Linked DNA regions of Canis lupus: region 2 is linked to region 1. Evidence: chromatin contacts called from public Hi-C data. All regions are on one chromosome and are shown on one strand. Each heading gives the region's core, a stretch centred on a gene start, on an enhancer-like site or on the middle of the called end of the contact. The rest is flanking DNA. Distances are from core to core; before and after follow the strand shown. Region 1 holds the start of SLC25A11 (mitochondrial 2-oxoglutarate/malate carrier protein). Region 2 holds the start of MED11 (mediator of RNA polymerase II transcription subunit 11).

What was found. A called contact is a pair of places that touch in the nucleus more often than the background predicts.
Region 2: a Hi-C map of blood shows a contact between it and region 1, with 2.5 times the contacts expected there. The contact joins the promoter of MED11 here to the promoter of SLC25A11 in region 1.

What each region holds. Positions count from the first base shown.
Region 1 is chr5:31,881,430-31,885,942 of UU_Cfam_GSD_1.0, forward strand. SLC25A11 (mitochondrial 2-oxoglutarate/malate carrier protein) reads left to right here and starts at 1,387. Exons shown (of 8, transcript XM_038536549.1): 1 at 1,387-1,484; 2 at 2,828-2,980; 3 at 3,066-3,272; 4 at 3,440-3,530; 5 at 3,624-3,714; 6 at 3,801-3,900; 7 at 3,982-4,033; 8 at 4,154-4,513. The coding sequence starts at 2,829. The coding sequence ends at 4,309. RNF167 (E3 ubiquitin-protein ligase RNF167) reads right to left here and starts at 1,918. Exons shown (of 10, transcript XM_038536541.1): 1 at 1,780-1,918; 2 at 1,286-1,475; 3 at 752-832. The coding sequence starts at 1,824.
Region 2 is chr5:32,027,934-32,032,288 of UU_Cfam_GSD_1.0, forward strand. It overlaps MED11 (mediator of RNA polymerase II transcription subunit 11), which reads right to left and starts at 2,316. Exons shown (of 4, transcript XM_038536589.1): 1 at 2,131-2,316; 2 at 1,814-1,944; 3 at 1,589-1,694; 4 at 1-1,168. The coding sequence starts at 2,215. The coding sequence ends at 1,068. CXCL16 (C-X-C motif chemokine 16) reads left to right here. Exons shown (of 6, transcript XM_038536588.1): 6 at 56-682. The coding sequence ends at 102.

The DNA of each region.
Region 1 (4,513 bases), core at 137-2,636:
CAGCCCATCTGGAATCACCCGCTCAGATCTCGCGAGGTCAGCTGCCCAACAGATCCTTGCCATCCCTCTCAGAAAGACCATCTCGCCACGGTCAGTTCTACCACTAGCATAAACTTACTTGTCCTGCCACCTCGTGCCTACAAAAGTCTGTCATTTCCGTACAGCTCTTCGAAGCTCCTTTCTATCTGTTAGACAGGATGCTGCCCGATTCATGAACTGTTGACTAAAGCCAATAAGACCTTGAAAATCCCCACACTGGCAGTGTTCCTTTGTTTCTTTCTTTCCTACCACGTTCAATTGCTCAATCATCCAACCACCCTTCTTGCTACCAACTACACTGACACCTATGGCCCAACTGAATTTTTGCTTTAACACAACAGACTTAATGCTGAAGTATTACAAAACCACTAAAATCACTTCTTACAATAACCTCGAGAAAACCTCCCTCAACCCTATTTACAGTAACACATACCAGGCTGCAGAGAGATCATACAACCATATAACCCTAGAGCTGGCTCCAGAGACCCTGCTGACCCCATGCCCACCTGTCATCGTAGTCAATTTCCAGCGCCCCTCCACCAGGCTCAAGGTTCCGGGGGCAGACTGTCTTCTCCCTCCAGATTCCGAATTCCATCCTACCTGCGCTCCTGCACCTGTACTTCCTACACTGCGAGGGCAAAGGGCTGCCCTAATCCCCTTCCCCGCCCACAAGAGAGGATGTAGGGAAAAGGGTCAAAGGGAAAGCAATCACCTGAAGTCCCTCCTGGCTCAGGGCAGCCCCAAAGAGAGCTGGCAGGTCTGCAAAGTCCATGCTGGCATTGTGGTCGGAGGTCTGCGGACAGGAGAGCCCGTGTTCCCCCAGGAGCCTGCAGCCCCGCCCTCCGGCGCCCCCTCCCCGCGCGGGGGACGACACCCCTGCAGCCCCGCCCCCGGCGTCCCCTCGCGCACAGGTCCCCAGACTCACCGCTCTGATGAGCGCCCGCGCGGGGGACGCTCCCCACAGCACGGCGGCCACGACCACAGGAAGCGGGAAGGCCGCGGGGCGCATGGCAGCGACGGGGGGATCCCGAGGACGCCGCGTCCCGGCAGCAGCGGCACAAGCGGGGTTCCGCGCCCTCTCCGTCCCCCTTCAGAATCCCAGGGGTCCGACCACCCCCAGGCCCCGCTTCCCAGCTACATGGGGGCGCGGGGGTCGAACCCTGGGTCCGGGAGCGGGGTCCCCAGCCCGGCCCGTGGAGCAGGGAGGGAGACACCAAACAGATCCTCCGCGGGCGCAGGGACAAACCCGGGAAGGGGGCCCGGAAGCCGGCACAGGTGACAGGAGAACTTCTGGCAGGGTGGGGACGCCCCGAGAGGCGGGACTTCCGGGCAGGTGAACTGTCTTCCTCGCGGCTGGAAAAGGGCTTCCGGGAAAGAAAGTCAGGCCGCCTCCGGCATTGGGCGCTCAAGAGGAAGGACTTCCGGTCCTGAAAGGCCTGTCAAAGGAAAGGTTGGGAGTGGAGGGAGGGTGGGTGGAGGGCGTGCCTCTGCAGATGCAGCGAGCGCCCAAGCCCCAGCAGACGACCTAGTCGTTCCCCCTCTGACGCCCGGGATCTCGGAGCGGTCCGATTTACGAACCTCTCCACCATCCCGGGCCCGCCGCCGCCGCCGCGGCCGCGGTACCTTCCAGTCTCGCGAGAGTCCTCGCCACACTTTCCCTCCCACCCTCCGAATGCTCGCTGCGTGCTATCGCGAGAGACACCCTCTTTCCCCACCCCATACCCAGGCCAACCTCCACACCTCGCTCTGGCTTCCCAGGCGCACTCTGTCTCGCGAGATCTCCATACCCTCTTATTTTCCCGCGAGTCCAATCTCGTGAAAACTGCGTCTAAGCTATGGCTTCCTGAGCCGGCCACACCCCTTCCCGCTCCCCTCCTGGAGGCCCCGCCTTCGGCTCCGCCTTTCTCCCGGCCGCCTTTGCGCCGCGCGCCTGCGCCTGCGCCGGCTTCCAGCTGGAGCTGGACCCGAGAGCCGGAGGGGCGTGCGCGCGCCCTCGGCCCTGTTGCGCGCGCGGTGTCACCTTGGGCGCGAGTGGGACCGCGCGCGCACAGGACCCGGCGCCGAGGGCCACTGAGCGGCGATGGCGGCGACGGCGAGTCCTGGGGCCGGCGGGGTGGACGGGAAGCCCCGCACCTCCCCTAAGTCCGTCAAGTTCCTATTTGGGGGCCTGGCAGGGTAAGCTCGGGCCCCGGGGCCGGGAAGGGAGGAGGAAGGGCCGGTTGCAAGGAGTCGGGCCCGCTTGGGATTCGGGTGTGCGGCACGGGGTCAGCGCGGTCCCCAGCGCGTTGCCGAGGTTCTTGATGGCTGCCAGGACTTCTCACCCAATGCACGGCCCCCGCTGGGCTGCGTGCACCCTCCTTGCTCGCAGCCTCCTTGCTTGGCCCCCCGGCCTTCTCTGGAGTTTCGCACCCACTGCTTGGCTCTCCCGGATCGTGTGCGGTTCCAGGTCATTGCATGGTACCTGTCGGACTGGGCGAAGCCGCAGGTCATGAGTGCCCCCTCTCCTCTCTCTGGGTGGGACTGCAGGCAGTTTCAGGTCACCACTTGACCCCCTTGGAACTCCGTGGAACACTTTCACTGTATGGCCCTCGCTGGACTGCTGGACTTTTCAGACCTGTGGCTGTTGGTCCACGCAGAGACTTACACACATAGCCACTAGCCTCCTGAACACTTAATTAATCACGTGGCAGGCCCTGTACCTTGTGACATCTCGTTGCTAGGTTCCAGTGGGCATAGGACGGTAGTCAAGGGACACCTGGCTTTTGACCCTGCTTCTGTCTTCTTCCAGGATGGGAGCTACGGTGTTTGTGCAACCGCTGGATCTGGTGAAGAACCGGATGCAGCTGAGCGGAGAGGGAGCCAAGACACGAGAGTACAAAACTAGCTTCCATGCCCTCACCAGCATCCTGAGGGCAGAAGGGCTGAGGGGCATTTACACTGGGTACTGGGGCCACAAGATGGGGGCGTAGGGTATGGGTTGGCAACTCCAGACCTGGGCCTGATGCACTGACCCCTTCGCTCCCCAGGCTGTCAGCTGGCCTGCTGCGCCAGGCCACCTACACCACCACCCGCCTTGGCATCTATACGGTGCTGTTTGAGCGCCTGACGGGGGCTGATGGTACACCCCCTGGCTTTCTGCTGAAGGCCCTGATTGGCATGACGGCAGGTGCAACTGGTGCCTTTGTGGGAACGCCAGCTGAGGTGGCACTCATCCGCATGACTGCCGACGGCCGGTGAGTTCCAGGTCTGAGCCTGCCCTAGCTCTGTTCCCTGGAATCTAGACTCAGAATGGATTTCTTGGTCTGGAGCAGAGCACTAATGTGTCCTGGCCTCCCTTTCTTTGCTCCTGTGGGGCAGAGTGGTGTATCCTGAGCTTGGCCTCTCCCCACCTTCCCACTAGGCTTCCACCTGACCAGCGCCGTGGCTACAAAAATGTGTTTAATGCCCTGATCCGAATCGCCCGGGAGGAGGGAGTCCCCACATTATGGAGGGTGAGTGAAGGGGATGGAGACTGGGGATCAGGAGGGGGCAGGTTTCAGCCATTTCTGACACCACAACCTCACCCCCGTCCCCGCTCCCCACAGGGCTGCATCCCTACCATGGCTCGTGCTGTTGTGGTCAATGCAGCTCAGCTCGCCTCCTACTCCCAATCCAAGCAGTTCTTACTGGACTCAGGTGAGACCCAGAGCTGGGCCCTCAGCCCCCGGCCTTGCCCCGGGCCAGCTCCGCACTGACTGTCACCCCTGCCTCGCCTCCCCCAGGCTACTTCTCTGACAACATCCTGTGCCACTTCTGTGCCAGCATGATCAGTGGCTTGGTCACCACTGCTGCCTCCATGCCCGTGGACATTGTCAAGACCCGGTGAGTTGTGCAGGCTTGGTCCTGGAGCAGAATGGGAGGACCTGCTTTATGTTTCTCATACCTCTGTGTCCTCTTCTCTAGGATCCAGAATATGAGAATGATTGACGGGAAACCAGAATACAAGAATGGGCTGGTGAGGAGGCAGAGGCGGGGCCGGGGGCTGGGGCAGGAGGGTGGGGAGGGCCATGGGTATAGGGATACAGCCCTAGAAGCCAGATCCTGGTTCCAGCGCCCTGCCTGCCTGCCTGTTTAGGACGTGCTGGTGAAGGTTGTCCGCTATGAGGGCTTCTTCAGCCTGTGGAAGGGCTTTACACCGTACTATGCCCGCCTGGGCCCTCACACCGTCCTCACCTTCATCTTCCTGGAACAGATGAACAAGGCCTACAAGCGTCTCTTCCTCAGCGGCTGAGGCGGGCAAGGGGCCTGGAGCCGGTGTGCTGGGGCTTCTGCTTACCCGCTACTCTCACCCGGGGGCCTGGACTCTGCCACCCTGGGCCCCTCTATTTATTTTCCCTCCACAGTGTGGTTCTGTCCTCTGCCGTAAAGGACTTGGTCTGTCCTATCCCTGCTCCGCCTTGCTCTCCTGGTCCTGATCCTCATGACCTCTCTGCCC
Region 2 (4,355 bases), core at 1,066-3,565, 150 kb after region 1:
CCCCCAGCTTTCCTTAATCTCAGAGCTGGTATATTAATTTCCATATCTTTTTCAGATCTGCAGCTTCATTACACACCCGTGGCATCAGACTCCAATGTGTGAGCTAAGAGCGGAAGCCTGTGAGGGTACACATTGTGATTTATTCAGTCCTGTATAATTTAGAATAATCTCTGGCACTTAATAGGCACTCTGTAGCTATCTGATGTTTAACATACAAATAACCAGCCAGTGCCCTCTTGTGGAGCTTTCCTGGTCTTTTATTTTCTATGCTATCCTGTAAAGTCTACCTTTTAATGTAATACCTTAGAGGAATTCTTTATGTGCATTTTATTACTAAAGATTATTTTTATAATTATTGGCTCTTTTTTCTGCAGACATTGCCCTCATGCCCTTGCCCCTTACCATGGTTCCTGGCTTCAGCTTCTCTGCTGAGGATCCCACTGCCCCCTAGTCCCAGTCTCTCATCACACACCAGCTGTTCCTCCCCAGCCTCAGGCCTCTCCTGCTTCCTCCTTCCACCCCCACAGTGCGGGGGTGGGCCTTCCCACCGTTCCTCAGCAGGTGCCATGCACTTGGGTTTTATTTCCTCAATCCCTGTTCATATCACCCACATATGTTCCAGTGAGAGTCTGAGCTCCTTGCTTTCATTGCTGTTGTTTTTATTATTAAAGCCCCTAGTTCTGGTTTTGTCTCTTTCAATGAAAAAGAACGTGCCTCCATTAGTCCAGTCTGAAGAAGCCTGGGGTAGGGACATGAAAGGTTTGAGGAAGTAAGATTGGTGTCTGAATCTCCCCTCTGCCTGAACTTGTCAGCAGTTTTGTGGTGAGCAGAGCACCCTGCTGGAGGAGCCAGGGCATCACTGTGGGCAGGCTTGGTCTCACAAGATTCTCCGTTCCCACTTTCTGCCATTCAGCCCTTGCATACTCAGTCCAGTAGGGCACGTGTGTGGCAGCCCCTACTGCCCACTGTACAGGTCTCCAGGTTTTGTCCAGAGTGCCGGTGGTGGTCTCCAAGTTCTTGCTAGGTTGGCCTAGTTTTCCAGCATCTGCTCACAGGTTCGGGCCACATCACTGAGCTTGAGGCGAGCATAGTCCACTCGCTTCAGGGCCATCTGACAGTCCTTTCTGGAAGAGTAGCTGGAGCCCTCGTGGGGCTGCCCCGTGGCCACCTACAGGATATTCAGATGGGTCAGTGAGGCACCCCTTCCCTTCCCCATCTCCCCAGCCAAGTAGCGGCTTTCCCATCTCATTTCTTCCCTGGGTGTGAAGCCTTTAAGGCTGGGGAGGTGGCTGGCTGACCTAGAGTAAATCACTTCACTTGTTAACCTCATCTATCAAGTGTGGGCAACAGTAACTACTTCCTAGACTTGTTGCAATCTCTGACACATTGTAAAAACTTAATGCAGGGCGGTTGCTGTTATAAAAAAAGACTCCAGAACCCTCTGAACCTTGTCCCTTTTCTTAGGGCGTTGCCACTTCAGGGCCCCAAGGTCAGGTCAAGTGTCTTGAGTGCAAACTCTTGTGGCTTTGGCAGGGTTCACAGATTCTTTCCCAGGGCTTCCCTGTCCAGCGGCTCTCGTAGCGCTTACCAGTGAATTGGGCAGGGCCACCTTTAAGTATTTCCTTCAGGAAGGAGAAGCTGGGTCTGGAAGGGTCACCCAGTCCCGGGTCTCGGCTGGCTGGCTGGCTGGCTGGCTGGGAGGGGGGTAGGATGGGGGGATGGGATAGAGGGTGGGGTCTGGGGTGCCCGCGGTGTCGGCGGCCAGGGCAGGGGCGGAGAGCGGGAGGGGGCCAGCACCCCACCACGTACACACCTGGGTGAGGTAGCGGATCTGAGCCGACAGCTCCGCCTCCACGTGCTGCACAGACGCCGTGAAGGCCGCCGCCTGCCGGTCCAGGAGCCGCTCGTTGGTCTTCTCCTTGGACAGCTCCAGGATCACGGTCCCTGCGGGGGAGGAGACAGGGCCGGCGCTAGCCGGAGCGAGCCGTGCTGCCTGCCCCACCCCCCACCGCGGCCACCTGGGGGAGTCCCTCTGGGGGGGGCCCTCTCATCCCTGCTGAGGGGCGGCGGCAGGCACAGGTGCAGCCCTGCCCCGCCTCGCTCCCCGCCACCAGCCGTCGCGTCCCGAACCTGCGTTCTGCAGAATGGCGCCGATTTCCCGTTCGATGTCCTCCAGGGCGCGGAGCCTCTCGTTCGCCAGGCTGTAGGTAGCCATCGTCGCTCGGTGAGCCCTCCACGGGCTTTTCTCCTCGGCGAGACGCGACGCGGGAGCCCGGAAACGGCTGTCGGTGTGCGCCTGCGCAGGGCGTGCTCGGGCTGCGACTACAATTCCCAGGATGCTCGGCGCGGTCTCGCCTGGCGGGGGGCGGGGGGACTACAAACTCCCAGGGTGTTGTGCGCACTCCCCGGTTTGCGCCGCCACCGCCACCGCCACCTCGCGACCAACTGTGGTAAGAGGCGGTCGTGAAGCCTGGCTTCCCCGCCCGAGGTCCCTCAGCCCGCAGCCTTCGCGACATTCCCGGAGCGGGGGTGGCGGGTGGGGGCGCGTCTGTATTTGGTTTCTTCTACGAGAAGCGCCCGCGCGGCTGCTGGTGCTGGGGGATGATGGTGGGAGCTCTGGGATGCTCTGCTTGCCCGGCCCGCTCCGCCGTCCGTCGGGGCCTGGGGAGGCCTGACCCGGTGAGTGTCGCCTTGTTCATCGCCCCAGCGATTGCCCCCGCGGGCGGGAGCCCCGCTGACACCCAGGCTTTGCAGCTTGTTCACAGGAGCTGGCTCCTTTCAGCCTTCCCCCTTTCCCTTTCTGGTTGCCTGGTACAGGTGGGGTCTGGGGCTGCGGGATGAATGGGATGGACTGTCACGTGACAGCGAGGTGGCCCTCCGGGAGCCCAGAGAGAGGATTGGAGCGGGGGTGGAGGGGATAAGCGTTGCTGGAGACGAGCTTAGGGATCATCAGGTGGACGAGAGGCTGCAGTGGAAGAGGGGGTCGGCCCCAGCGGGTGCATGGTGCTGAGGAAGGGGGTGCCTGGTGCAGCGCCGGTGCAGCCAGGGAGCCAGTTTGACGGGAGCCGCCAGTGCAATGTGGCAGCGGCTTGATGGAGTTGGAGCCAGATCAGCAAGGGGCTTCCCAGCTAAGTCATTTGGACTTTGCTCCCGAAGCCCTTGGGAACCCTTGAAGGATCTTCATAACAAGAAGTGTGTTATGGCCAGGTGTACCTTTGGCGGGGGAGGGGGACAGCCTCTGGAAGATTGGGAATGAAGCTGGTTGGCTCAGGGATAGCAAGATGAATGGAGACTTTGAGTTCAGTGTGAGGGACCTCGCATGGAACTTCACTCCTTTTTAAAATCCTAATAAAGTAACAGCAAGGGAATTTTTATTAAGGGGTCAGAGAGAGAGAGGAATTTTTAAAAAATATTTTATTTATTTATCTATGAGAGACACAGAAAGAGAGGCAGAGACACACAGGCAGAGGGAGGAGAAGCAGGCCCCCTGTAAGGAGCCCGATGTGGGACTCCATCTCCAGTCCTGGGATCACAACCTGAGCCAAAGGCAGATGGCCAACCACTGAGCAACCCAGGTGTTCCAGGGATAGGAATTAATAGCAAAATTAAGTAGAAGCTGGAAGACAGAGGGAAAGTGGTGACTGATTTAGCAGTGAAGTGGTCATTAAGCCAGCAGTGGAGAAAGCTTCAAAGCAACATGATTTACTCTTAATTTAGTGGCATCGTGTACAACTGGGATGTAGGTGATACTAAAATGAGGAGGATTATTTGAAATAGATACCCCTTCCCCAGATTTTCTCCTTTGCTGTATATATCTCTGTACAACCACTCAGCTCCAACCCATCAAATACTGGAGGTTTTGTTGTTGTTGTTGTTGAAGGTGGAAAACAGGGCCTTTGGCATGGAAGGCCCTCCCCACCTGCCCCTGCCCCACTGGGCACAGTTGTATTGAAAACAGAGATTAGGGGTAGCTGGCTGGCCCAGTCAGAAGGGCATGTGACTCTTGATCTCCGGGTAGTGAGTTCAAGCCCCATGTTGGGTGTAGAGATTACTTAAATTAATTAAAAAAAAAAAAAAAAAAAAAGCTTAGAACTAAAACGAGAAAATAGGTATTAAATGAAAGTTTATTTACTAAGTTGTTCTAATCTGGAATTCTATACCCCAGTGGTGCTAGGATGAAGGCTAAAAATGCAATGATTCAATAACATAGAACTTAATTTTTTTTTTTTTCCCAAAAAACAGCCCAGCGTGGGTAGTTCAGCATGTTCCACAGGTCATACGAAGATCAAGGCTAAAAGTGCAGCTTTGCCAGCCTGTAGGGTCTTGTACTCAAGAGTGTGGTCTGCAGGCCAGCA